Linked DNA regions of Mus musculus: all the other regions are linked to region 2. The links are chromatin contacts, called in public Hi-C maps. All regions are on one chromosome and are shown on one strand. The core of a region is the stretch at or near the end of the contact, and the rest is flanking DNA. Distances in the headings are between cores, read along the strand shown.

What was found. A called contact is a pair of places that touch in the nucleus more often than the background predicts.
Region 1: a contact with region 2 is called in a Hi-C map of uterus, with 13 times the contacts expected there. The contact joins two enhancer-like sites. A contact is called at or near these places in 4 of 484 Hi-C or Micro-C datasets (all in uterus).
Region 3: a Hi-C map of uterus shows a contact between it and region 2, with 6 times the contacts expected there. The contact joins two enhancer-like sites. A contact is called at or near these places in 1 of 39 promoter capture datasets (the C10 cell line), 16 of 484 Hi-C or Micro-C datasets (the AtT-20 cell line, the BV-2 cell line, the C10 cell line and 9 more) and 1 of 115 datasets of contacts at active chromatin or transcription factors (astrocytes).

What each region holds. Positions count from the first base shown.
Region 1 is chr2:145,054,476-145,059,119 of GRCm38.p6, reverse strand. No RefSeq gene overlaps it. Among named protein-coding and RNA genes, the nearest start is that of Slc24a3, 110 kb to the left of the region's middle. Within about 2 kb of position 2,704, at least 6 of the 459 cell types and tissues checked have an H3K27ac peak or open chromatin away from gene starts, as enhancers often do. A contact at or near this core is called in uterus, where this site is marked.
Region 2 is chr2:144,632,752-144,637,529 of GRCm38.p6, reverse strand. Dtd1 (D-tyrosyl-tRNA deacylase 1) reads right to left here. Exons shown (of 6, transcript NM_025314.3): 4 at 1,666-1,772. Among named protein-coding and RNA genes, the nearest start is that of Dtd1, 35 kb to the right of the region's middle. Within about 2 kb of position 1,394, at least 18 of the 459 cell types and tissues checked have an H3K27ac peak or open chromatin away from gene starts, as enhancers often do. A contact at or near this core is called in uterus, where this site is marked.
Region 3 is chr2:145,109,918-145,114,921 of GRCm38.p6, reverse strand. No RefSeq gene overlaps it. Among named protein-coding and RNA genes, the nearest start is that of Slc24a3, 55 kb to the left of the region's middle. Within about 2 kb of position 2,966, at least 1 of the 459 cell types and tissues checked has an H3K27ac peak or open chromatin away from gene starts, as enhancers often do. A contact at or near this core is called in uterus, where this site is marked.

The DNA.
Region 1 (4,644 bases), core at 1,455-3,954, 420 kb before region 2:
ATTTCCAATACCACAGAAAGAAGTAGAGGAGACCTTTGAGGTAAAGACTCATTGTGAACCAAGTACTGCTGAGGCACGGGGCCAGCCCTCTTAAGGCTCCTGTCTGCACAGAACCATGGGTCTGACATGGGTGAAGAATCTGGAAGAGTAATTGGGGTGGGATGGTGTACATTGTAATGGTAGGATTAGAAAGAAAGGGAGGGTATGGAGTTTGACCAAGAGCAAGTGGTGTGCTTATCAACCACCCCTCATCAGCTGGGAACCAATCCGTAAAGAAGAAGGAGAAGTGGGGAGGATGAAGGAGGGGGAGAAGGAGGAGGAAGAAGAAGAGGAAGAAGAGGAAAATGAAGAGGAAGAAGAGGAAGCAGCAGAAGAAGGTAAGCTTGGCTGTCACAGGCTTTGTATATTTATTTTCATACAATTTTGCTAGTGGAGTGTAATATTTTACAGGGTTATACACAAGTGAGAATGCATTTACATAGAACAGGCACACAAGTGTAATTGCCATTGGGACAAAAGGACATCAGCATACCCCTCCTCTGAAACTCCTAATGCTTCAAACACCTCCACCCTTCCTCTAAACAGCACACACTGAGGTCCTCATCTCAAGCATCTCACCATGAACTCAAGCATGGTGATATATGAATGAAGCTTACATGCCTGGTTTCCATATTCAACCTTGTGATTTTAGAGTTTCTCCTGTTGTGACATACAGCTAAGTTTTATTTGTCATCTCTGCAGTAGTAATAGCACATTAACAATGGCTCAGATAATTTATCAATTCTACTGTTGATGAATATTTACACTACTTCCAGATGGGGCATGTATCAGCCAGCTTTCCATTACTGTAACAAAACACCCAAGGAAAAGCTTTTTTTGTTGTTTAGGAGGCTTCAGTTTGTGCCAATTGGCTTCATTGCTGTTAGGTCTGTAGCAAAGGAACCTGGAAGAAGAGATTACTCCAAGTGCAGCCAGGAAACAGAGAGAAGGAGAAGGGGTGGGGGTCCCAATATTTCTCTCAAGAACTCCCATGACCCAGTTTCCTTTCACTGGGCTTTGCTTCACAAAAGTTCCATCGTTCCCAATGACACCATGGGACAGAAGGACCAACCCTTCCAAATATGGGTCTCTGGGGGATAGTGAAGAGCTGAGCTAAAGCAAAGTGGCTGAGAATACTGCTACCAGAGTCATTATAGTCTACACCATCTGATACAAAAATATGTCCACTGCCACAGGCCCTTCTTGCTCTGAGTCATACACCGGAAGGGTGGGTTGAATTGTCTGACGTTGCTGGGACCATCCTGCTCCAGTAACTGCTCCCACATGAGCCCATAACAGAATGCACCCTGGCCCTCAAGGTTGCCAGTGATTCTTCTGACACATGCTTGAAGCAGAAGCTCAGCTGCATCTGTGAGATTTTATTGAGACACCTTTGTTCATAATGCCACATAACTCCTGCTAAACTGCCGAATTGTGCTAGCAGAGACAAGAGACCAAGACAAACATGTGTGAAATAGTTATCCTCCACAAGCAGGGATGATCCAGAAGCCGGGGCTAATGATTATTTGGTGGATTGGCTGTGCCCAGAAACTGAGGAACAAGAAAACCTTAGCAATTGTCCCAGCTGATGGGACTCTATGACGAAAGTGGGGATTCATAGCATGTCTTGGTAGCTGCCACCACACACACACACGTGAGGGCAGTAAGAGCAAAGGCCAATGTAAAACATTTCACTCAGCTGGCTGTGTTTACATTCTATTTTCTTATCAAGATTAAGTACTGTCTCCCCAGCACCTCTGCTGACAGCTTTCTGGGAGTGTAAATAGTGTGAGATGTCCGCATTCTGTGTCCGTTTCAAGTTGAAAAGAGAGCAAAAATAAGAGTGTATTTTTAGAAGCTGGGAGACTGATTGGGCAGGTTGAGAGTAAAAGCAAATTCCAGCAATGAGCCCAAGAGGGTTTCTCTTAAATGCAAATATTCCGCCGGATCACAGAGAAGTTATGTGGATTTGAGATTAAACCGCAACAACAACGTTGGACCACTATCTCTTTGTATCCTCAAGCAAATTCAAGAGCAAGAGTGAAATTTTTCGATTTAAATAAATAAGTAGTGAAAGATGATCTTCCATCTGGTTGGAGTGAAGCCCTGCCTGGAGTTGAAGAGACAAACCAGACCCATGCCTCTCAAGGAAACAGCTTTGATGAGTATGGCAAGAATCCCTGATGCAAAATATGCATGACCTAAATGCTGGGACTGGGGGTGGTGGTGTGTGAGAGTAGTCATGTTTATGGTTTAGAGTAATTGGTAAAGGCCTTCCCAACCTCTTCTTCTTCTTCTTTACAAATCAAAACAAGTTAATTAAAACAAACAGAAACACCACATTTAATCCTTTCTATGTACAGATGGTATACTAAGTTACACAAAAATTCCAGTCTTTGAGGGAGCAAAGGTAGGTAAAGAGAACTCACCCCCTAGGAACCTGAAGCCAAATTGAGGAGACAGATGTGAGACCTATTACAGTACCACATGCTAGAGAGGAAACTCCATGGATGTCTGTGAGCACGATTGGGGCTTGGGATGTCCCCTCTGTCACAGCCAGCTAGCATCTGAGTAGATCCAGGAACCAAACAGACTAGGTCCACAAAGCTTTGGATTGATGCTGGCAGAGCAAACACAGAACACTGCCAGGACCTTTGCAGAAACCATCTGCTGTCTGCCTGCACCGCTGAGCACTCTACCTAAGATGGAGAGCCTTTCTTAGCACTTTCCTGAGAACCTTCAGATTTTCATGAGAAACTCTCAAGACCAATGGGAAGAACGTGGGTGGGAAGGCAGCAGTAAAAATAAGGTTAGTGTTCCTGGGAAGGCATCTGCAGCAGTGTTATCAAACATGAGCACTTAGCAAACCTTGTCTAGCTCTCACGTGTTAGACACTAGGCTTCCCAGACATCTTTCTGAGTTCTAGTCTTTCTGTCCGAGTTATGACAGCTCCTTCCATCCTGAAGCTGCAGCCTTCAAAACACTGGTTTCTTATTTCCTTCTGCATCCATGGAAGTCTTCATGCCTCTGTGAATCCCTTTATTTCTGTAACATATGTGTAGCTTTATTCTTTGACCAACTTCACATGTATTCATTTTCCACCTCAAAGTTGTAAATGAAAAAGGATGGTGTGTCTGGGGATGGCTTCATAGACTGTTAGGATTGTCTCATGCCAATATATTTAGGGAACCAAGTCGGAATCAGGTTACTTGGGGCAGAACTGTTCAGAGAATGTTCAAGTACATCCAAATGTCTATGAACTTAACTCTGAACAAGGTTAAGAGGGCACTGGAGTACTTAAAGCTGATGAAAAACTCACAAAGTCACATGCTAACATTTATCACTCATGATTCTGATAACACAACTCAACTACAGGCTATAGGTTGAGCTTGATTCAGGTTGATGTGACATTTGCTATATCCTAGGATGAAGGACCTACAGGAACCTGGGGAATGCACCACAGAACTAGTCAGGCTCTGCTACAATGATGGTGTGCAACAAAGAGAACAACTGGTCATTGCTATTGAGTTGCATGCACTGAACCTTTCTGAAATCATGACATAAGTTAGGCTTCATCATTGTTGCCCTGCACATTTCTCAGTTCACAATGAAAAAGCTTTGCTACCATGGCAACAATAAATAAAGAACCATGATATTTTGTGATCGTCACCACAGTAAGGCGTCCACACCCAGGAGATGGGATGGGTACTTTGCTAGGGTATAAAAGGAAAATATTTAAGTAATAAAATGTTGAAATCTGTATTTACATTTTAAAATGCACAAAAGAACCTTAGTCTTTTTACAGTTAATAGGGAGAATGGTGCAAGGTTACAGTGCATGTATATGCTAATTATATCGTCTAGGGAAATGAAGGAAGACTACAAACCCTGTATACATAGGGTCTGAATGTGAATTTTTTCCCACAAACACTCCCTTAATTGGAATTCCAGAGTATTAAGTCCTAATGACCTAAAACATCATCCATTGGGTTTAATGTACTGTCTTCTCCCCATGCATTCATTTCTCTGCGAAATACAGGGAAAATAATCAAAGTACACTCTGTAGGACCACACGCTGTTAAGAATTCCGGGGCCCAGCAAACACAGAAGTGGATGCTCACAGTCAGCTAATGGATGGATCATAGGGCTCCCAATGGAGGAGCTAGAGAAAGTAGCCAAGGAGCTAAAGGGATCTGCAACCCTATAGGTGGAACAACATTATGAGCTAACCAGTACCCCGGAGCTCTTGACTCTAGCTGCATATATATCAAAAGATGGCCTAGTCGGCCATCACTGGAAAGAGAGGCCCATTGGACTTGCAAACTTTATATGCCCCAGTACAGGGGAATACCAGGGCCAAAAAGGGGGAGTGGGTGGGCAGGGGAGTGGGGGTGGGTGGATATGGGGGACTTTTGGTATAGCATTGGAAATGTAAATGAGTTAAATACCTAATAAAAAATGGAAAAAAAAAAAAAAAGAATAGCTGTACAGAACCATCTCATTTGACAAGACAGTTGTTGAAAAAAATCACAACCAATGAGTGAACATGAAGGTTTTGCTTCTCATGGTGTTTAATATCTCTACCCAGTGCTTCACAAATTAAAGA
Region 2 (4,778 bases), core at 145-2,644:
AATTGAGAAAAGGTCTACCGAACAGCATTCCAGAAAGGGTCAAGGTCGTGAAACACAGGAAAGACTAAGGAACTGACTCAGGTTGAACAAAACAAAGAGAAATGACAACTGTAATGCAATGGAATTTGCAATGTTGCACAGCTAAAACAAAAACTAGTTAGACTACAGGATGTGGTGCCTTCCTGTAAGATCTAGCCAAGCAGCAGAGGCGGCAGCCACAGCAACTGAGCACTGGCTGCTCATGCCTATAATCCTGGCACTTAGAAGAGTGTGGAAAGAGACTGACTGGGTTCAAGACCAGCCTGGACTACAAAGTGATACCTTGTGTCAGAAAAAGGAAGGAACGGAAAATGGGAAAGGAAAGAAAGGAGGAGGGAGAAGAGAAGAAAGAAAGGAGGAGGAAGAAGGGAGGGAGGGAGGGAGGGAGGGAGAGGGCGGGCTAGTGAGTTCATATAAGGCTCTAATGTAGCTAATAGTGTTGGATCAGGGCTAACTTCAGTATGTGATCACTCTAAATAATACATCAAAACTAGGAAAGCCAGGAAAGACTGTAGCAGGGTTCTGTGGGCTCTCCTGTGAGGCTCAAATTATCTCAAAGTTTACATTTCCCTGTAGATTGTTTGTGATTTTTAAAACGTTATCAGTAGGGGTTGGAGAGGTTGCTCAGCGGGTTGGAGCACTGACTGATCTTCCAAAGGTCCTGAGTTCAATTCCCAGCAACCACACAATGGTCATCTATACTAGGATCCAAAGCCCTCTTCTGGTATACAGATGAACATGCAGACTGAGCATTCATATAGATAGGTAGGTAGATAGATAGATAGATAGATAGATAGATAGATAGATAGATAGACAGACAAACAGACGGACAGATGGATGGACAGATGAAATGTGTCAGTAATAGCAACAACCTCAGTTCCACTTTTGAAGCTTAATGCCATGCAGACATGGTCCTACCTCTCAGCCAACACAAAGTGTCAATGGCTCCACACCAGCACTCAGCCTTGTTTATATCCTGCATCCCCCACGTGAGCTCATCGTTCCACTTTGCAGCATCCTAGGAAGGGGACGATGCTAGGAAGGAAGAGCAGGAACAGGCCTAGTTCCACAGCCTGCCATGCCTCATGTCTCTATCAAGTGGATTAATTAAAGCTTTTATATATGCTAAACACAATGGGACAGCATAAGTTTGCAAGACTATTACACATCCCTTTTCTCTGTTTTAATTACATTCTTCCTGAATGCTTATAGAGTTGGCAGTAAATCCAGGTCAGATGTTGCTTTAGAAAAATGAAGACTTATAAAGAATCTTGAGTGGCTCATCTACCACCCACACCTTGGACAAAATCCAATCCAGGTAACCACTCTCACTGGGTACACTAGCCAGGGTCGCTGCTCTGCTGCCACCCAGTGGCAACTGGGTGACATGACACCTAGCCCAAGAACTAGAAGAACAGACGCTTCTAAGAACACTTTGTCTACACGGTGGAGCAGAGACATGCTCAGGAGTTCTTGAGAAGAGAGAAAGTAAGATAGACGTGAGGCTGCAGCCATGAAGGGTTTCCTCCACCTCAGGATGAGGACTTCCCCAGAGACAATGATTAGGTCAAGGCACATTACCTATCTATACCCTCCAGACTGGCAGGCTCCAGGTTCTAGGCTTACCTGCTTTGGGTCAGAGCTAGCAGCTCCAGGAGCAGGGGACTCCAGCTCTATAGTCACAGGCCCATCGTTCTGAATGTGCACCTGCATGTAGGCACCAAACTTGCCATCTGAAAAAACAATCAAACAAATTCAAGAGTTGGAGACCCCAGGTTTACCTGGCCAAAGACCACATGGACAACAATGTAATAAAAATATAAAAACCTGGGCAGTGGGGCCTGCCAGACAACACAGGACAAATGGCCATCCCCATGAAGGACTTAGGAAGGGGAGGCAGCTAAACAGCACAAACATTACAGGCTGACCAAGAGAACTGGCAAAAAAAGACCTGGTAACACAGAATGCCATGTGTGTGGCAGGAAGGCACACTAGCACAGCCACTGAGCGATACCATCTTGGCCTCATGCCCATTAAAGGCTCTCATATCAATCCCCATTCGTTGGCCTTCTGGGTTTAAGGCAGCTTTATGACTCCAGTACAGAATCTTTCTCCAGGAGCCATGACTTCCACCACATCAGCTTTCCATTCTGATTCTTCCCAGTCCGTTCACTTCCTCCTTAATTCCACAAGGATTTAAAAAGACAGACAGACAGACACACACACACACACACACACACACACACACACACTAGCATTGGTTTTCCTCAGTGCACAGACAGTAACACCAGAGATGGTATTAAAAGCACCCAAACTGTCTGCCATCTTTTATAGGCAAGATAATCTGGTTCCCAGTGGGGAACCAAGTGTGCCCAAATAATGGTGGCTTTCTGTGATCTCTTATGATTAAAGTGGCCATTCAAATCAACAGAGCCTTTGTTTTATCTGTGTCACACTAGCTAAAAAGACATCAGCTGGGAAGGAAATCATGTGTTTAATTGCATGCTAAAATTATGGCTACAATTAGTAGCAAATTTCACCATCTACGCTCCTCAGGGAAGCTGCAGGCAGACTCAGGAGGAAGAGAATTATTTTCAACCTTGAATTTCTGTTGGCAGGATATACGGCACATGCTTCACTGTGGTTCTCATTCCAAGTAGTGAGAAATTATTTTTCTTTTCCTGTTTTTCTTCAGTTGGGAACAGAACTATTATCTGAATTTCCATTTGTACACACAATAAATCCAAAGACAGGTTTTAAGAGGTCTTAAAATGGTAACATTTTTTTCCAGTCCAGATCAAAGGGTGAAGTCCCCAAGAAAAATTACACTGGCCAGGGAAAATAAATACACTTTTAAAAATAAAAGACAAGAACATATCTACAAAATTACATCTGGTTTCATGTGGTGATATAATCGAGTTGTTCTTAACTATAAGTCTCAGGGTTCCACCCAGGGCTGCAGGACAAGCACGTGTCAAACATGTTTGTGCCACATGTTTCAGACACAAAAACCCCTGGCTGGGGCCCAGCATCTACACACTGGTCTCGGGCAGCTGCTGTTTGAGGCCCCCTCCTAATCAGGCTGGAAGGTGAACCACACATCAGGAATCACTACTGACCTGAGGCTGCTGTCCCTGCCTCTCTAGACAATGCTCAACTGACTCTCACCACATACCAAGAAGGTCCACCCCGCCAGTCTGGGGCCAGTCATCATGATTGCAATGAATGTGTAAAAAGCTTTGGTCCCTGTTACTAACGTACCTACCATTGGCCATCAGAGTATATGGTCAGTCTGAGGGACAGCCCAGACAACTGACCAGGAAACACAACAACAACAAATGTTATCAAAGGAAAAATGGAGTGACCAAGAGGCATGTGCTGTTGTTTCTACCATCCAGAGCACTGCCATGACCCACTGGGATGTGGCCCAATGTTAGGGGACATGGCACTAGACAAGAGCCTTGGGCTAGCTTGAACCAAGCCCATCTCCTATAGGCAGTTCCCTTCCACCCAGGAAGTGTTCTCACCACCCAGACTTCTTTCCTGTTCCACTCTTGACCTGTTCAGAGCCCAAGCAGAGCCCAAGGAGGAGTTGCTCGTGGAAACTCCAACACAGGGTGCACAAGCACCAGGCCATGGAAAGGCTATGGTCACTGTCTAAGCTGCAGGGCTTTGAATCCCAGGACTGGGAAGGATACTCATGGGGTTGGCACTGGCAAGCTTCTGGCATATGTAGCAGCTCTAGCCTCATGTGCAGAGCCTGCTTCCATGGAAACAGCAGTGTATCCCAGCATCACCACCTCCTCAGAGGACATGGCCTCACCAGAGCAACACACTGGGTCAACGACTGCAACACAGCAATGGATGCCTGGCTCCAGACAAACTGACTGCCAGTGGCAAGGGCTCTAGGATCCTGCAGCAGAAACCAGACTCTCCAGGAAAGACACCTCCTCAGACTTTCCTGGGAAGACAGCTGCTTGTCAACACATGGGGACAGTATGGGTAACTGAGCTTCTCAGAGTGTGAACAGCCAGACCTGAGTATAGATCTCTATTCTATACTGGAAGCCTTGAAGGGATCAAGAGAGGCAAACCCTAGACCATTAGTGATTCTCCCAGGCCCAGGCTCCCCTTCTGAAAGTGTTCTGCTTAGCTGTGCTAATTCTGTGCACTGAGGCAGCCCAGGTCCAGGATGTCATAGCAAGGCTTACTAGAGAAGGGGATATACCTGCAGCCCAAGATCAAAAATGTCTAGTTATAGGAAGGGGCTACCCTCAAACACAAACCATAGAGCCAAAAATATGGCTCTATAGTAAACAACCATTTGGCTGGTAAATAAGTAGGGCCAAAAGTCACCTCAGCTGGCAGATATTCTAACTGAGCTTAGGTGCCAAGATCATAGATTCATAGCAATTAAGGAAACTCATCTCGTCTAACACAGAGATTCTAGGCAATGCCTCTGATCATAGGACATGGCTCAGATATCTTTGTGATCTGCAGTACCTAACAACTCTCTGCCTAGATAACCTCACAGGAAGTAGAAGTCCACCTCGTCCCGTAAAGGGGACACACAGAACCTATGTGGGATGGCTGCAGTGTTTGAGGTCCTGATGGACCTACAAGGACAACTTTGTAATACAGGTATGCAAATATGTTGGCCATGGCTGCTAAGTGAACCCATCTCAGACTGGCCAAGGACACTCCTCTGCTGAGAGCAACTGGCTAGGAAACCAGCCAGGA
Region 3 (5,004 bases), core at 1,717-4,216, 480 kb before region 2:
GCCTACAGAAAGACTCATACATGAATGTTTATAGCAGCTTTATTCCTAAAAGCCCCAAAGTGAATATGATCAGATACCCATTAACAAAAGGGAAGATGTAGATGCTGTAATCTTCTGATACAATAAAATACTATTCTATAGCAAGTATGTTGGTTATTGCCACATAGAAAGAAAGGTGTGGCAGAGCTTTATAAACAACATGGAAAGAAAATGTATGGCAACAGAAGAAATAAGTGGTGTCAGTTCTATAAAGTTCTAAGGCAGGGAAATGTCAACAGTGTAATGAAAAAGAGAGTGGCTGTCTGTGGTTCTGGAGGGCTATGATTAAGTGGAAATGAGTGCAAGGACACTTTCATAGTGATGGGAATGCCCACCATTTTCAAGGGGGTATGCAGTACACATTTGTCAAAACTCTGGCTCTATATGTTGGCCTGGATACCAAAGATGTCTCAATATCTTAACATCTAAGTTGGAAGGTAGCAGAATCCTATTCAAACCTTGGCTGTTCAGTACACTGGCTTCCTGTCAAATCTTCCTATTGGTTGTTAGTTTCATTAAAATGAAAACTCAGTCTTGGGTGGCTCAAGATCTTGGCACATAGACAGAACTGTCCAGAGGCCCAAGGGCAGTCTTCCCCAGGAGAAGCGAGGTACTAGCTATTGTAAACACACATTGGGTATAGATATACAGGGTTTACGAGACCCTGAATCGATGCTAATGAGAGCATCTGCTCTAGTTTCTAACTCAAACATCATCTGTCACAAGCATACTCCACAGGCCTGCTATAAGATTCTGCCCATTGATATGAACCATTTACCAGATGGCAAATGTTCTAGAAGTTATGTTCTACAGGAGAGATATTCCTAATAGGCAATAAAGAAGAAGGATGAAGGAAAAGAAAAAAATAGAAGAGGTGAAGCAGAGGAGAAGTGAGGGAAGGAAAAGGAAAGGAAATGAAGAGGAATATGGGGAAGGGATAAATTAAACAAGATACCCCCAAATGTAAAAGACCAAATTTTACAACTGGAAGCCTGCAGGATGGCTTATGGAAGCCTACAAACCAGACAGTATCTACACAGGGCACAGACCTCAACTAAAATAGAAACTTCTTTTGGAGACATATAACACATGTGCACACACATGTTCACATATCTGCAAGCATAGTTCAAAACTAGTTCAGTCTGGCAATACCATAGTAGCGATGATATTGCAAGCTCACCTCCAAGTCTAGCTTTGCAGTCTTTGATGTACAGCCAATGACACACACTCAACACTGGAGAATCCAGGTGGGATCATTCCCAGTATTATTACTGCTGCTTCATAAAAATGTAAGTTCGATAGCGAACCCTGGTGTATGTTTCAAACTATGGCTTCTTCCTGAATGTCCTATGAAGGCCGAGCTCTGTGGTGTTTGGCCCAATGAAAGTTTTAGCCACTGTGTGGCTAGCAAACTATTAGTCAAATACTAAATATCATAAAGTGGATTGAGAATTGAGTTCATTATCAGAACTTCAAAATACCAGGATTTTTAATCCATGCATTTGGAAAGAAGAAAGTGAATTGGACAACCTCCCAAATCCCTTCTTGTACCTTAATGAATGCCCTGTGGGATACAGTGCAGTATAGTCCTACAGAGAAGGCTATGGGTGGGCTTTCTGTGAAGTTGTTTTTATGTTTTGTTGTAGGCTTACACGTATTAAAAGCTCTTAATTTTGCTTGATTTTCCCATACCCCCTTCTGTGGGGATATTATACCCAGCCCCAGAGTAGATCACAGTTCACAGCATGGGAAACCCTAACACTTAGTGGCAGGCTAAAGACAGCACCAGGAGCAAATGGCCTTTCTGGCTGTAGAATGGATTCAGTTTCTGCTTCCCTCTAAAGGCATCCATCACTCTCCTCTTCTGCCCCATGGCTCCGACGGGATGGCCAGCAGGCATAAGTGCAGAGCTTGGTTTGGGGAAAGTAACTGATGTGGGACAAGGGAGTCAGGGTGGAGGAGAACAGGACACACTGATAAAATAATAAGAAAGACTACTGACCTCTTTCCCCCGGAGTTCCAGGAGTAACATCAGCAAGCACAAGAATGTCTTCTTCCATTTCTACCTTCTACCAGAATTCTTAAACAAACAAGTGTATGCATATACCAGTAGAGAACCACAGGTTACCGTGCCTTCAACAAGCTTTTCCATCTTAAATAAACAACACATATACACAGTGATTTTCTTTAGTTCTTCTGAGCACAGGACTCTTCAGACTCTGTTAGTAGAGCTTGCCTTTTCTGAGCCAGCAGGTAGCCCTAGCATGTTGTGAAGAAGCCGTAGCTGACATTCTCCATGAATCCTCTAATGTCAAATTGCCCTTCATTTCTCTTAATGTCCAATCTCTTAACTAAACCTGACCATGGAGTGGTTTCTTCACATGTATCATTTACCTTACCCTAAAAAGTTTCCCCCAAAAGTAGGCAGAGAGCCTGGCTAAAGAGCTGGAGCGTGCTAGCTCATCAACACAGGGAAACTTTATTTTAGGACGCCATAACCATTTGTTGTAGCTAATTGGCATTATCTTTTAAGCAATTAATTGTTCTTGTTTTCCTGAAAGAATTTAACAAACTAAAAGGCCCAGGAAAGCTATAGAGGTTGCAACCCCTCCAATCATTCGGTGGCCAATAAAGAGATTCCCTGAATTTCTAACTCAGGAGTCTGGGCTGACAATTAGTGCGAACCACTGAACCATTTTCCAACCAACCAGGACAAGACACCAGAGAACATTTGCCTAGGCTACTTTCATGGGAAGAAATGGGAACATTTCATCTTGAACTGGCTGGATGGCTAGAGCTGTTTGCTGAATCCTAAGATTCAGAAACTCAGGATTCTCGTTTTGAAAGTCTTTATTTCTACTAAGCCTAAGTAAGATACAGACCTTGGCTGCTACTAGCTTCACACCAATAAATAGATATTTATGTGTCCTGCTAACAAACAATGGTCACAGGTCTTCAAAAAGTTAGCAATCCTATTTTGGGGAAGATAATCCCTGGCTGAGACATCAAAAAGAAAAGACAAATTATCAACAAATAACTTAGCCTGAAGTATTTCAAACACACCATAAAATGAGTTGTGAAGGATTTTATAGACTAGTTGGGCTGATAAAATTCTTCCTTATATGTAGAAGAGCTCAAATGCTCGGTAAAAAATAAGAAGACCTTTGCCAAATGCATAAATAAATATCTCTCAGTTCTGCTCTCATGGATTCATAGTACATTTTCCAATTTCTCTGGCCCAGATTTCACACCTTTGCTTTGACTGTTCCCAGAATCATGGATAGTCACTTAAACAGGAACCATACCATAGCCAGGTGCTATAGAACAGGTTTCTCTAAGCAAAGGAGCTTCCACCTTCCTTGGATCAGTTGCTTGCAAGAGACAGTCATGAGCTGTTGATGACTGATGATGCCTTCAGGAAGGAAGAGATAGAAAGGGTCATTGGACCCTAACCTGGGATTCCAGCCACTTGTCTGCCACTTGTCTGACTTAATACTGGGTGTTCACAGGGACTCTGGAGATATTAAAGTGCATAAGCTGGTAAAGGTGAAGTAGAGTTATGACATCCTTCTTGGTGTCTGTGAGGAGCCACGATCTGTGAAAAGTGAAGATTTTAAAACATGGATATTTGAGGGTCATCCAGACTTCTGTAAGCAACCCCTTGCTCATGCTCTGTATCTACAAAATAGATAAGGTAACACCATCCTGTTCTGATTTCATTTCATATAACTTAGATAGTTCTCAGCCCCTCTACCCACCTCCCACCCAATGGTCACATCTGCCTTAGCAACATATCTGAGATTTCCATAGCCTTGACCACAGTCTGGATGCATTAACCAAAAGAACTGACAAGTTATATCTAAAATAGCTACTATGCTCAGTCAGGGATAAACATTTCAAGGTTACTCTAACCATCAATTAACTTTGATATAGGTTATGGTCTTTGTGAGGTTTGCCTTTAAGAACTCTGTATCCTTGAGCTTGGACACCAGTAGACTTTCAGAGACACAAGCCCACTGTTGGTCTGGCCATTAATAAAAAGGACCTAAAACTTCTCATTGGTTTAGTCAGAGTGGTTTTCAATAATATCACATGGAGCATTACAAGTAAACCCAATAATCTCGGTTGTATGCTTACCAAGAAAGCTGTAGGTTAACCTTGGCGGGGCAATACTTACCAAGAAGGCAGAGTACAGCTGGGAGTGGCAAGCATGCCTGTAATCCCAGCACTCAGGAAATGGAAGCATAATGACTGTAACAAGTTTGAGTTCTAGGGCATCCACAGCACAAAGGGAGACCCTGCCTCAATGATAAAGATGCAGATGGGTAGGTAACAGACTGGTCAGGCAAGGTGGTATCTACCTGTAATTCTAGGAAGCTTATTTAAGAGGACTGTGAGTTCTAAGCCAGCTTTGGATACATAGCAAGACATAAAAAGTTAAGTTAAAGTAAAGACAGTGCAGTGGCTGTGGATGCTGGTGATGCCTGGCCACATCCTCTCAAAACTCACTATTCCTGTGAATGCTGATCCACTAGGTCTTTCCAACTACAAGTGGTTTTGGTCGTTGCCAAGTCAAAGGCCATATCTGATACCCAGAACTGCCGTGCCTGGGCACAAGTAGATTGGAAGCACTAAGGAGTTGATACCCCTTTGGAACAGCCTTAAACCAAAAGCAGATAGAAATAGACAAATACCCCAGCATCGTTGTCCCAGTTACCTCAAAGTGCAGTAAACAACATACGCAATGTTGGCTTTTGTGATGGTTTGTATATGCTAGGCCCAGGGAGTAGCACTATTAGAAGGTGTGGCCTTGTTGCAGTAGGTGTGTCACTGTGGGTGTATGTTATAAGACTCTCATCTTAGCTTCCTGGAAGCCAGTATTCTGCTAGTAGTCTTCAGATTAAAATAAAGAACTCTCAGTTCTGCTTGCATCATGCCTGCCTCGGTGCTGCCATGTTCCTGCCT